2 separate regions of the Danio rerio genome follow, and region 1 is linked to region 2. Evidence: chromatin contacts called from public Hi-C data. All regions are on one chromosome and are shown on one strand. The core of a region is the stretch at or near the end of the contact, and the rest is flanking DNA. Distances in the headings are between cores, read along the strand shown. Region 1 holds the start of si:dkey-154p10.3. Region 2 holds the start of puf60a (poly-U binding splicing factor a).

What was found. A called contact is a pair of places that touch in the nucleus more often than the background predicts.
Region 1: a Hi-C map of hematopoietic stem cells shows a contact between it and region 2, with 2.1 times the contacts expected there. The contact joins the promoter of si:dkey-154p10.3 here to the promoter of puf60a in region 2. A contact is called at or near these places in 2 of 18 Hi-C or Micro-C datasets (caudal fin and hematopoietic stem cells) and 1 of 4 datasets of contacts at active chromatin or transcription factors (caudal fin).

What each region holds. Positions count from the first base shown.
Region 1 is chr2:35,794,138-35,800,242 of GRCz12tu, forward strand. It overlaps si:dkey-154p10.3, which reads left to right and starts at 3,446. Exons shown (of 8, transcript XR_012392701.1): 1 at 3,446-3,479; 2 at 3,791-4,317; 3 at 5,595-6,105. It overlaps prpf4ba (pre-mRNA processing factor 4Ba), which reads right to left and starts at 4,237. Exons shown (of 17, transcript XR_012392691.1): 1 at 3,826-4,237; 2 at 1,321-2,493; 3 at 412-552.
Region 2 is chr2:35,639,857-35,645,334 of GRCz12tu, forward strand. puf60a (poly-U binding splicing factor a) reads right to left here and starts at 2,772. Exons shown (of 12, transcript NM_001105588.2): 1 at 2,684-2,772; 2 at 1,816-1,878. It overlaps nrbp2a (nuclear receptor binding protein 2a), which reads right to left. Exons shown (of 19, transcript XR_012392719.1): 19 at 4,361-5,478. It also overlaps a transcript of ccr9a not described here.

The sequences.
Region 1 (6,105 bases), core at 2,196-4,695, 150 kb after region 2:
TTGACACATTATTTATTATTTTCTTATTTTTATTTGTTCATTGTAAGTGGTGTTGTTTATAGTAACTAAAAATATATTATTTGGAAAAAGTCAAATTTGCTTCACTGTTCTGTTATTTTGTAACATTTGTAACATACCGTATACCGCGAAACAGTCAAACCGTGGTATTGTTTTAGACGATTATCATACCGTGAAAAATTCATACCGTTACAACCCTAGTACTGACTAATCTAATGTAGATGTACAAATATAATATTGTATATCTTCCTATTAAAAATATACATTTAAAAGTTAGATTTGTGAAGGGTCTACTTATATATGCTGAGCACTGTAATTGTGATGCTCTTGGACAGGTGAATACTCTAATGTATAAAGAGTTGACACCATTTACAGTTACAGCTAAGGAGTCACCTGTGTCTGAGAGGAGACCTGCTGCTCCGCCTCCTGGGAGAACGGGACCTTCGTCTGAGAGGCGAGTGGTTCAACCTTCGTCTAGAGCTTATAGAAGGACTGTCTTCTCTATGGGCTCCTGCCATATCACGAGATCGCATCCTGTTAGCACAACAAAACAGCATGAAAGTGACTTAATTTTTTAGCAACAAGGCATGTTTATATGATAATTGGTAATAATACATTTTATTTTACATAATTTGACTAGAACATACACACATAATATGCAAATAATGAGTTATATATATATTATTTGCTACTACTTTTAAATAGCCTTTATTTATTATTGTCTGTTTATTTTGAGTCACTTTATGTATAATTGTAGTTTTTTAAATATATTTCGCTTTTAGTTTTTTTTGTGTGTGTTGTTTTAATCTTTTACTTTATTTCAATTAGTTACAGTCAAAATTTCTCATTTATGTTGAGGTTTTTTAAGTCAAAGTTTTTTCCATCTATATATATTTAGCTTTATTTCAGTATTTATTTTTTTAGCTAGAAGTCTCTCTTGTTAATTTATATTTCACAATATCTATATTTAGCGATATTGTAGCCATTTGCCCAAAAATTGTTTTGTTTGTTGTAGTTAACAATAACACTGATGAATTTTAAATTAACATTTTTAATTTGTATCACTGATACAACTGTAATTTTCATTAATAGTTTATATAACTTTTTATTTCTTTATTTTACATTTATAAAGTTAAACTAAATAAAAAAATGCTGAAATTGTTTATTATAAATAAATTCTTTTCAGTTATAAAAATGTTTTTTGCTAGCTATTTTGAATTATGAATTAGATTAATTAGATGAATATGAATTAGAGCAATTACACAATGTTTCTAGTAATCAAGTGCTAAAACAGAAAGTAACCTGTCACTAGAGAGTCTCTGGCGCTCTTCTTCTCTCCGTCTCCTCTCAACTGACCGAGATCTGCCTCTCCTCGGAGGGGATCTATTGTGGCACGTAGATCTGTCCTGTCTGGATGCCCTGTCTGTGTTCTGAACAACAGGTAGGCGTTCAGGTGAGCGGTGGCTCCTGGGCTGCACAGTTGGGCTAAGTCGATCTGGACCTTGTTTTCTGCTAGGAGATCGATTCTCTTTCCCAGAAGAGACTTCTTTTAAGGGGGCCTTTACTGGTTTCTTGTCTCTGTCAACTTCTGGCAAGCTGGTGCTTCTTTCTTTAGAACCAGATTTGCTGCTTCTTGATGAGGATCTGTGGTCTACAGCTTGCTCTTCAGGCCGTGTATTTGATTTTCTGTTGCTTGTGGCTGATGACGATGGCACTTCTTTAGATTTCACAGGAGATTTGGACCTACGACTTCTATCTTTGGATCTGTCAGTGCTCCTTGATCGTCTCCTTTCCTTCGTTTCACTGGGACCACTAGGTCTCTCGCTGATTTTAATACCTAACCCAGTCATACTCTCTCTTTTTTCAGATTTATGGCTCTGGACTGTCACCTCCTCAGACATGGTTCTGCCTTCAAGCACAGAATAAAATTGTTCATCGTTTACATAATCCTGTTGCAATTTTCTGCCATTCCCCTTAACCGTTACAAGCTCATCGAGATCTTTTCTCTGTTGCTCACCATTTCGAACAGCCTCCTGGACCTCCCCGTCCTCTGAATCAGAGTTATAACCCTGTAATATCAGCCCCATACCTGACTGCACAGACCCTTCCATCAGCTCATTATCAAGCTCTGCCTGAATCATGGCCCTCTGTTTCTCCAGATCCTCCAGAGCAGCAAGGTCATCAAGTCTGAATCGCTTTGGTGAGTCGGCTGCACCTTCATAGCTAGTAGAACATTCTCTATCATCGCGGAAAGAGTCTCTGTGTTTCCGCTTATGTTTGTGTTTGTATTTGTGCTTTTGGTCTCTCTCATCTGGTGAGGAATGTTTATGCTTTTTGTGCTTGCTTCGATGTTTGTGTTTTCTTTTCTTGTGTTTTTCCACCCTGGCAAAGTCCATGTTATCTGCTTTTTTAGCTCCATCTTCACCAGGTACACATTCATTTTCATCCACACTGTCGGAGCTCTCCATATCATCTCTATTAAAAACAGATCAATAAAAAGTAGAGACCAATAGAGCAATATTAATATTACTTCCGACCAGCACGACAAAAATATGAAGATAAGCTACCACAGTATACGAGATGTGAAATAACATTTTGTTTTTGATTTTTGTTTTGTTTGAAGAATCGCTACATACAAAAAAAGAAGAAAAAAAACAACGTTACAGATGATTCACGTTGACCACAGACAGAAACGTGTTTACAGATATTGACAGAAAACTGCAAATCAGATTAGTTTTAAGCAAAACTGTTCACCTTTAGTACCTGTAACTCAATGTGTATATTTCTAATTAGCACAATAATACGACATAAAGTCCGTAAAGTATTACTTACACATAATCCTTCGCTATTGTTTTGGCTAACGCGTCCATGTTCGCCATCTTGATTTTTCCTGGTGTGCCGAGTCGCTTGACGAAGAGTCGATTCAAAATTCAGTCTGGGGGTGATACTTAAATTTGCTTAAAATAAATTGTGAAACTGGCGTCCAAATAATTGTTTGAAATGTTGTCGCACTTTCTTCTCAGTATTTGTTACTGTACTGTACCTATACGCGAATTGAATATTGAAATCTGAATTGATTGAATCACTGAGTCGATACACAGTAGCTTTAGTTCATTGGGGTGAATCATTCGTTTGGAGCTTTTTCAAACCACGCATGTGCAGTGTGTATGACGCGACGAACGAGGCAGGGATCATAAAGATAAACAGTCTGCAAACCGTTGTCTTAAATTTAGTGTTCACTTCTTTTGTCAACGCACTTAGTTTTCGACAGTTATACATTGTGTTTACACATGATTATAGTGTTTACTTTTGTCAGTATAGAGAACAATACAGCAAAAATATAACATTTTACGTTGTATCTGTGGATGGTAATTACGCTGTGGTCCCTAAACAGCACACCACCGGCGTCTACGGCACAGCGAAAACTACGTAATGTAAATATACCACTCTGTTTGATGAAGGTACGCACATAAATACTCACAATTTAAACTGAATGATTTAAATGTCAAATGTAGCTTTCTTTCTAATTGACTTCTCATTACTGTAGTGAATGCTACCTAATAGCTAATTCAGAATAACAAGTAACGTTAGTGTCGTTGTTATGGCTAAATGTTTTTATTTTGCTAACGTTAACGTTACACCATATTGTCTAGTAGCATGCAGTAACTTCCTGTAAAACTAAATTAATTAGCTATCAGTATGTGAATACATGTACATTTGTCTTTATTATTGAAGTGTGTATAATGACTAATGTATTTTCCTCCTTCTCTAGTATTTCCAAAAATGGGTGGGTTTAAAGATACATACCAAGACGTTCAACCAGTAACTCTTCGACTTGCAGAAGAAAACGTCACCTCTAGTCTCTACTGCAACTCGGCTGTGGGCATTGAAGCTCATGTGTCCACTTTAGTTGAAGCTTTCTTAGTTGAAGTATACAGATGTAGAATATGTCAATTCACTAGCAGCCACAAAGCCAAGATTAGCCATCATGTTATGGAAAGACATGATCCAGTGTCTCCATGTCCACATCTGCCGTGTCTGGAGAAAGAGGATGAAGAGAGTTTGTGTGTAGAAATGAGGGTTAATGATGAAGAGGAAGTCGAACACAACAGTTCTCCATACGATCTAGAGAGCGACCTCCAATCTGGCTCAAAGAGCAATGAGGATCAAATGGACATGGAGCGCATTTCTTTCCTTCTTCCAATGTATGGCATGTTTCAAAACATAAGCCCAAGGTCATGTGATATTGGCCTGGGTTCCAGCTCTGATGGTAACTTGCATGTGGCACAAACCTGTGAGGTAATTGGAGAGATTTTTTTTGATGTTAAAGGGAAAATTCATCCATAAAAATGAAAATTCTGCATTATTTACTCTCCCTTGACTTGTTAGAAAACAGTTTGAGATTTTTGTTCTGTTTTGAATGTTGGAAATCCGTAAACAGTGACACAAATATAGTAGAAAAAACAAACACAATGCAAGCCAATGTTTAAAAGATTTTAACATTTTTCAAACAGAACAAAGTGTCCAACAGAACAAAAACTCAAACTGGTCAGGAACAAGCCAAGCATAGGAAATTAATCTCAGAATTTTCCTTTTTGGGTAAATCATCCCTTTAAAGCAGTGGGTTACCCAAAAATTAAAATTGTCATCAAGATTTTCAATCCTGCATAGCTTTTTATTCTTTTGTTAAGATATTTTGGAAAAAGTTTTTAACTATACAATTTTGAATTCCATTGACTTCATTTGTTTGTACGTTTGGCAATGCAAATTACCATTATTCTTCAAAACACGTTCCTGAACCACAAACAAAAGTCATAGATGTTTTAAACAACATCACTGCAAGAAAATGATGGCTGTATTTAATTTTTGGTCAAACTTTTTCACTAGTTTATGTGTTGGATTGTCTTTATCTAATACCAAAATTAAATAAAGAAACCAGAATCCTCCCTTGACTATATTTCTTAGCTAGAATTTTGTTTAGGATCGTCTTTTGTAAGGAATAAATTAGATTCAGACACTACATTTGCAATATCAGGGTGTCTGCGGGATCCTAAAAAGGATGAAAGCTTGATCAATCAATGTAGAGAAGTTCAGAGCCCTTAAAAAGTGTTAAAAAGTCTTAAAAGCTGTTTTGCAAGGTATTACATTTTAAATAATTTTTGATTATGCAATGTATGGTTGTATGCTAAAGTTTGCCTGAATTAAATCTGCGAGTATCAGGATGCTATGTAGTTTATGAAATAAACAAAATCCTGATAGATTTGACATCATGCTTCTATGTTTACTGCAGAAACCAAGGCAACACCATTATTTCTGCAGTTCTATAGGCACCAATCTGCTGTATTAGCTTGATTTAATAGATTTTCAAGTTTTGGAATAGTTTCTTACATTAATATTTAGTAAATGTACTGTAAGTTAAAATCTCGCCAGTGTTTTTGGTTGAAACCCAAACCTGTTCTAAGGTCTTAAAATATATGGAAAGAGTCTTAAAAGTCATTGAATTCCACTCTCTTATTCCCGAATACACTCGGAGTATGAAATAATGTCTTTATTTATGTAAATTTTGTTTTGTGCAGGTGAGCACACTTTTTGAGGAAGATAGACATGATGATAACAGCGATGAGGAGCGTGTCTTTCAGCTGGAAGATGCTAGCACAGATCTGACCGTCCCTTTGAATAGTGGCATGGACACAGAGGTCCAGGATGAGGAGATGGCCCAGTCAGCTCATCTCATGACTCTCGGTTTGTGCAGAATCTCTAGCACTAAGGGTCAACCTTCATCTGCAACTTCAGCAAAGTCCCTTCCAGAAGGTGAGCAGGATGCTGGAGATGCCAGTATGGATGCTGTAATGCAGAAAACTGAGGAGGATGGCGGATTGGCTTGCATCCTCTGCCAAACAGTCGCATCCAGTCGTGTTATGCTAGATGTGCACCTGAAATGCCATAGTGGAGAGCAAGGGTTCAGGTGCCCTCGCTGTGGTTGGGAATCAGAGGAGTGGGCCGATATGGAACATCACTGGAGGTTACATGGAAAAAGAAAAGGCACAAAGAGACATAGATGCAGTGTTTGTCCTAGGTCGTTCAGGA
Region 2 (5,478 bases), core at 1,522-4,021:
ATGAATGATACAAGCATCAGCAGTTCAAAATTAAAACTTAAACTCTAAAGTGGCAGTAGCTGCAATATTTTTATACATATTTTTAAAGCATGTTGGTGTACATATAGTTCTTGGTGCGAGTAAGCATTTACTTGTGTTGTTCCAATTTCCAAACATGTGATTTTGTTTTTAAGAGTAATTGCAAGATTTTCACTGAATGACTTTTCTAATTTGTTTTGATTCAGAGGATTACTTCTGCATTGGGCTTTTTTGAAAGCAGGTGCAATAATAGAATGTAAACTAATTTTTTCTTGATTTCCTCTTCAGGCACCTAAATATGATGTGAAAAATGACTTCAATAACCATTTTTTTTGTTTGTTTTTACTTAACATCAATTTATTTTATGTTTAATGAAGCAATGGATGAATGACCTGCATGGGAGTTCTCCAATTTTTGTTGAAATTAAACACTGAAGAGCCATCTGGTAATTAAACCAAAAAGCATTACATAGATTATTAGAAGAAAAAAAATAAAATAAAATAGTATATATATATATATATAAAAAATGTAGTTTAGATTGACAAGTAATAAAAGTCTTTGAATAGTTGTCTTGTAGATACACAAGTTTGTGTACAGTAATCCCTCACTATAACATGGCCTGCTTTTCGTGGTTTCGCAGATTTTTTGTTTGTGCAATGACATTTTTTTTTCTACAGCGCATTGTGTTTGCATCCTGATTGGCTGTAGACCAGTCAATCAACATCCTCTGTGCCGTGTCTCCTGTACAGTACAGAATGCTCTCAGCCTGCCAAATTTACAGAAACCTTAGATCGCTAGCCATGTGATTCTGAAGTGCTGGACTGAATGTTTGCAAGTTTTCTCCACACAATGTCGACGAAACGTTCTGCACTGTCAAAGGAACCTGTGGTAGCACCCAAAAGGTAGAGGAAGATGCTAACCAACGCACAAAAAAATTGCTAAAGGAAGGTAGAAGTTACGCAGGTGTAGGGCGACATTAAAGAAAAGATGAAGAACAAATGTTTTTTTTTTTTATCTTTGGTTTCATTTTATAATATCGCCTGTCTGAGAAAAGATAAATATTGTTTAAATAGTTTTTTTTAATAACATGTTTATGTTTTAATCTTTAATAAATAATCTAAACCTGCTATGTGACTATTGCAGAGACACACACTGCGATATCAATGCTCAAACTATATAGTTCAGCCCTAATTTTTACAGTTTAGTACAGACACATATTAAAATCCAATATACACTAACAGATTTTTTTGTTTTAAAAAAACAGTACTCTATTTTATTTCCATGACTGAAATCTACAAGTCGCTCCATGTTTTCTGCTAAACCAAAATAATTGAGAAAAGCATTTCAGCTAATAAATGCAGTTGTTTGGAACATCTGGCTCAGTACATTTTCATTTCTGCTGAACTCTTACTTTAAAATAATGAAAACAATTTCCCCAAACATGAATATTAGTGCAAAAACACATACATTTTTCAATTCCATCCAAAAATAACAGGACGAGAGCTACCAGGATAGTACAACAGTTCTGGATGGCAAATAATGGTGAACATAATGAAAAGATGTTTGTCATGTAATGACTATGCAAAACTATTTACAGCACTGACATTTTATGATATTTATTATACACATACTAAATTAGGGCAATTCATGAAAAAAGTGCAGGTTGCTTAATGCAATCTACTGTTTGTCAAACATGTGTAATAACTAAGGTAAATGATACTCAAAAGTACTTGGCAACCCCCTTTTATAACAAAGGGGAAGTGTAATTTCGGGGTAAGCAGTTGATAAACCCCTTACCTAGCGCCTGCTCTCCGCTGGGCTGTCTTATATATTGGGAGCTTTTACTGTTCAAAACAGAGTCTATAAAGAAAGAGAGAGGTTTCAGTAAACTCGTTAGACTGCGTTCATTTCCCACCATTGCAGCTTACTTTTCATGTTATGGTATTGGTGTTGGTGTTTTTTAATAGGTAGGAGTTTTAGGTGCTGGTAATCTAATTGAACTCTTCACGCGGTCTTTATTGACTCTAAACAGATTTCATATTATGAATAATCACATAAACGTTACATCTAAAGGTTTAAATGCAGCATTGAATGAAAGCTTTACGAGTCTCCCCCTCCCAAACGTTCTTACCGTCCACACGGCCTTATGTAACGTCGGTTAAAATTATCTATAAATTGGAGCAAATAAACTCTTTCAAGTGCAAATAACAACTGGAAGCAAAATCCAAATAGCTCAAACTCTTTCGACAAGAGCATTTCGTTCGTACTGGGCCTTGCAGCAGGGAAGCGGATTCAGCTCATGTAAGTTAGGACAATGTGAATGTGAAAACGTTAGCTCGTGTAGCGGGTACAGAAACAGAGTAAACGCGAAAGTTTAAATTACCATCCTCGCAATAACCCGTTAAAAGGACTCTGATGGTTAAACTATTATCCATCAGAGGCGAGTAAGTCGGTCGAACATTAGCATTAAATCACAGTGGATGTAAAGAAGCACGCAGCGGCTGCAGCAGGCCGAGAGGAAAATCCCGCTCGGGTGCGCTAAGCTAGTTAGCAATTCCACTGTTCATCTAGCTGTTTGAAATGAAACCTCTGACAGGAAACATTGCTACATGTGCATGTGATAATGCTGTTTAACTATAAAGGGAAAATTTGAGAAAAATATTACATTTACCGCCGAAACAGCGACCGCCATTGAGCACACCTTCCAGCACTAACGTCCACACGGTGAGGAAGACTATGAAATCTCGCGATAATATCGATGGAGAGAAAAAAGAGTTGGGTAAAAGACGCGCAGCTGCAGTGCAGACGTTCTGATTGCAGGAGAAACACACAAGTCTGATAAAAAAACGTGCAAATATATATAGGCAGAGATGGCAACAATACACATCCTTTTATTAAGTAAAAGTACAGATACTCATGTTTAAAACGTAAAAGTCGAATTATTGACTACACTTTTGTACTTGAGTAAAAGTAAAGAAGTACAGCCTGAATATATATATATTATTATTATTATTATTATTATTATTAACAGTGAATTTGTGTACAAATACGATCTCATTAAATATTTTAACATAAAACTGCAAAATTGGTGGCGCAATGGGTAGCGATGTTGCCTCACAGCAAAAAGGTCACTGGTTCAAGCCTCGGCTAGGTCAGTTGGCAATTCTGTGTGGAGTTTGCATTTTCTCCCTGTGTTGACATGGGTTTCCTCCAGGTGGTTCGGTTTCCCCCACAGTCCAGACATGCGCTACTGGTGAATTGGGTAAGCTAAATTGTCCATAGTGTATGTGTGTGAATGAGTGTGAATGCATTTTTCCCAGTACTGGGTTGCAGCTGGAAGGGCATCCGCTGCTTAAAACATATGCTGGATAAGTTGGCGGTTCATTCTGCTGTGGTGACCCCAGATTAATAAAGGGACAAGTCGAAAAGAAAATGAATGAATGAGAGAATGAAAATTGTAATATTTTGGTTATTGGTTGTTATACTAATGTATTTGGTTATTAAATAATTTTAAGGAGTTTATCATATAACAATGCTAGAACAGCAAAACAGCTATTACTGTAAATGTACAATCAATTTAATAGCAAAATGCTTATAAAATGCCAATATATAGTAAATGTAGAACTTTTACAGCATGTGACGTTATACATTCATTCATTTTTGGCTGAGTCCCTTTATTAATCTGGGGTCGCCACAAGGGAATGAACCGCCAACTTATCCAGCATTTGTTTTACGCAACAGATGCCCTTCCAGCTGCAACCCATCACAGGGAATTATTGTTATACAGTGCTCAGAATATATAGGTAGACCCCTCACAAATCTCTCTTTTAAAATCATATTTTAAATAGGATGCTATACATTATTATATGTGTGCATTAGATTAGTCAGCACTGAAGCCAAATCTGGAGCTTGTCTAACAAAATAACATAAGATAACGGTCCAAAAACTAGTACACCCAAATGTATATGTTATAGTAAAATAATAATAAACGTTTAAAAAAAAAAAAGAAAAATCAAGAAGTAAAAAAAAAATAAGAAAAAAAGAAAAAAAACTGAGTTGATATTTTGTAGGTTGTAATTTTGTTCTGCAATATCTTTCTTAAATTTAATCGTATTATCTTTCAATTTCTAAATATGATTGGTGACTAAAGTATAATTTTAATAAATATATCTATTTAATAAATCCGTTTCGTTTAAATGCACCAAAATACATTTCCTATATTCACTGACAAATGGATGAAACATTCATTTTCAAAATGGGGTGTGATCAATTATGCTGAGCACTGCATATGCACTATATACTAGACATTTGCTATAATACAAAAGAAATGCATTCAGTCATATTAAAGTATTCATTATATATTTTAATGTTATAGTATTTCATGTCACAGTATACAGTTTCAACACAATAAAAATATAATAAAATAAAGTAAAACTGCCCAAAGCAAAGGTCATATTCATTCAGATGAGAAAGGACACCAGGAATTAGGAAGAGTATATTTTAACATCTCACTGTACATTCATCTCTTGTATCTACAAACAAACATACATACATACGCATACATACATTACATTGCAAGACATTTGAGTCTCATAATAACACTGGGAAGATGAACTGCTTTTTCATGTCAATCATTTGAATCTGTAAGAATGAATGGAGATAATATATCTCTTTTAATAGTTAAAAAAAGCTGCAATACATCCATCGCAAAACCATGCCAATATAACATAAAAATATATAATTCCAAGCATTCGTTTTCTGACATGCACATATATTCTGAAGCCAAGAGATGCTGGGAAGTCAAAGCCATTAGAGTACAGTACTGAAAGCATCTCTAAAATTGATACTATTGCTTCGGAAGGCAATGGCAATATGGATGGTTTCACAGAACGAACACTGTTGTAATTATGCAATCTAAAACAGCGTTGATCAACAACAAGATGTTATATTTGCTATATAGTATCCACACTTGCCAGCGCTGCACCCAGTACATCTTTGGCCTTGACACAGTTCAAGTTCTCATACGCAGAATACATACAATGTAGTGTATGAATCATATTGTGCATGACATAAAAATGTGCGCATACTGTGGTAGATGTCAGACAGCCCTTCACACCCAAATGAGGGATTTATTAAAGTAAACCTTGCTTCTTCTAAGTCAGTCAACGATCAGTTTATTGTATGCAGTGTAAAAGACAAAGAAAAGCAAACTTGGCCCATATACTGTGTTAAACACCTTTGAGCAGTCAGCCTATTTAGGACCAGCTCATATTCACATTAAAAAGGCAATTAAAAACATCTCATGTCAATCATGTCCACACTGGTACACTGACCATGATTAATTGTTTGCATCAAGTTGCTTTAGTTAAAAATATCTGATTTGGAAAGCTAGTAATTAGAATCAGTTTCTTCATAAAATAAAAACCAGATGCTTTATTAATTAAAACTGAGCAAATATCA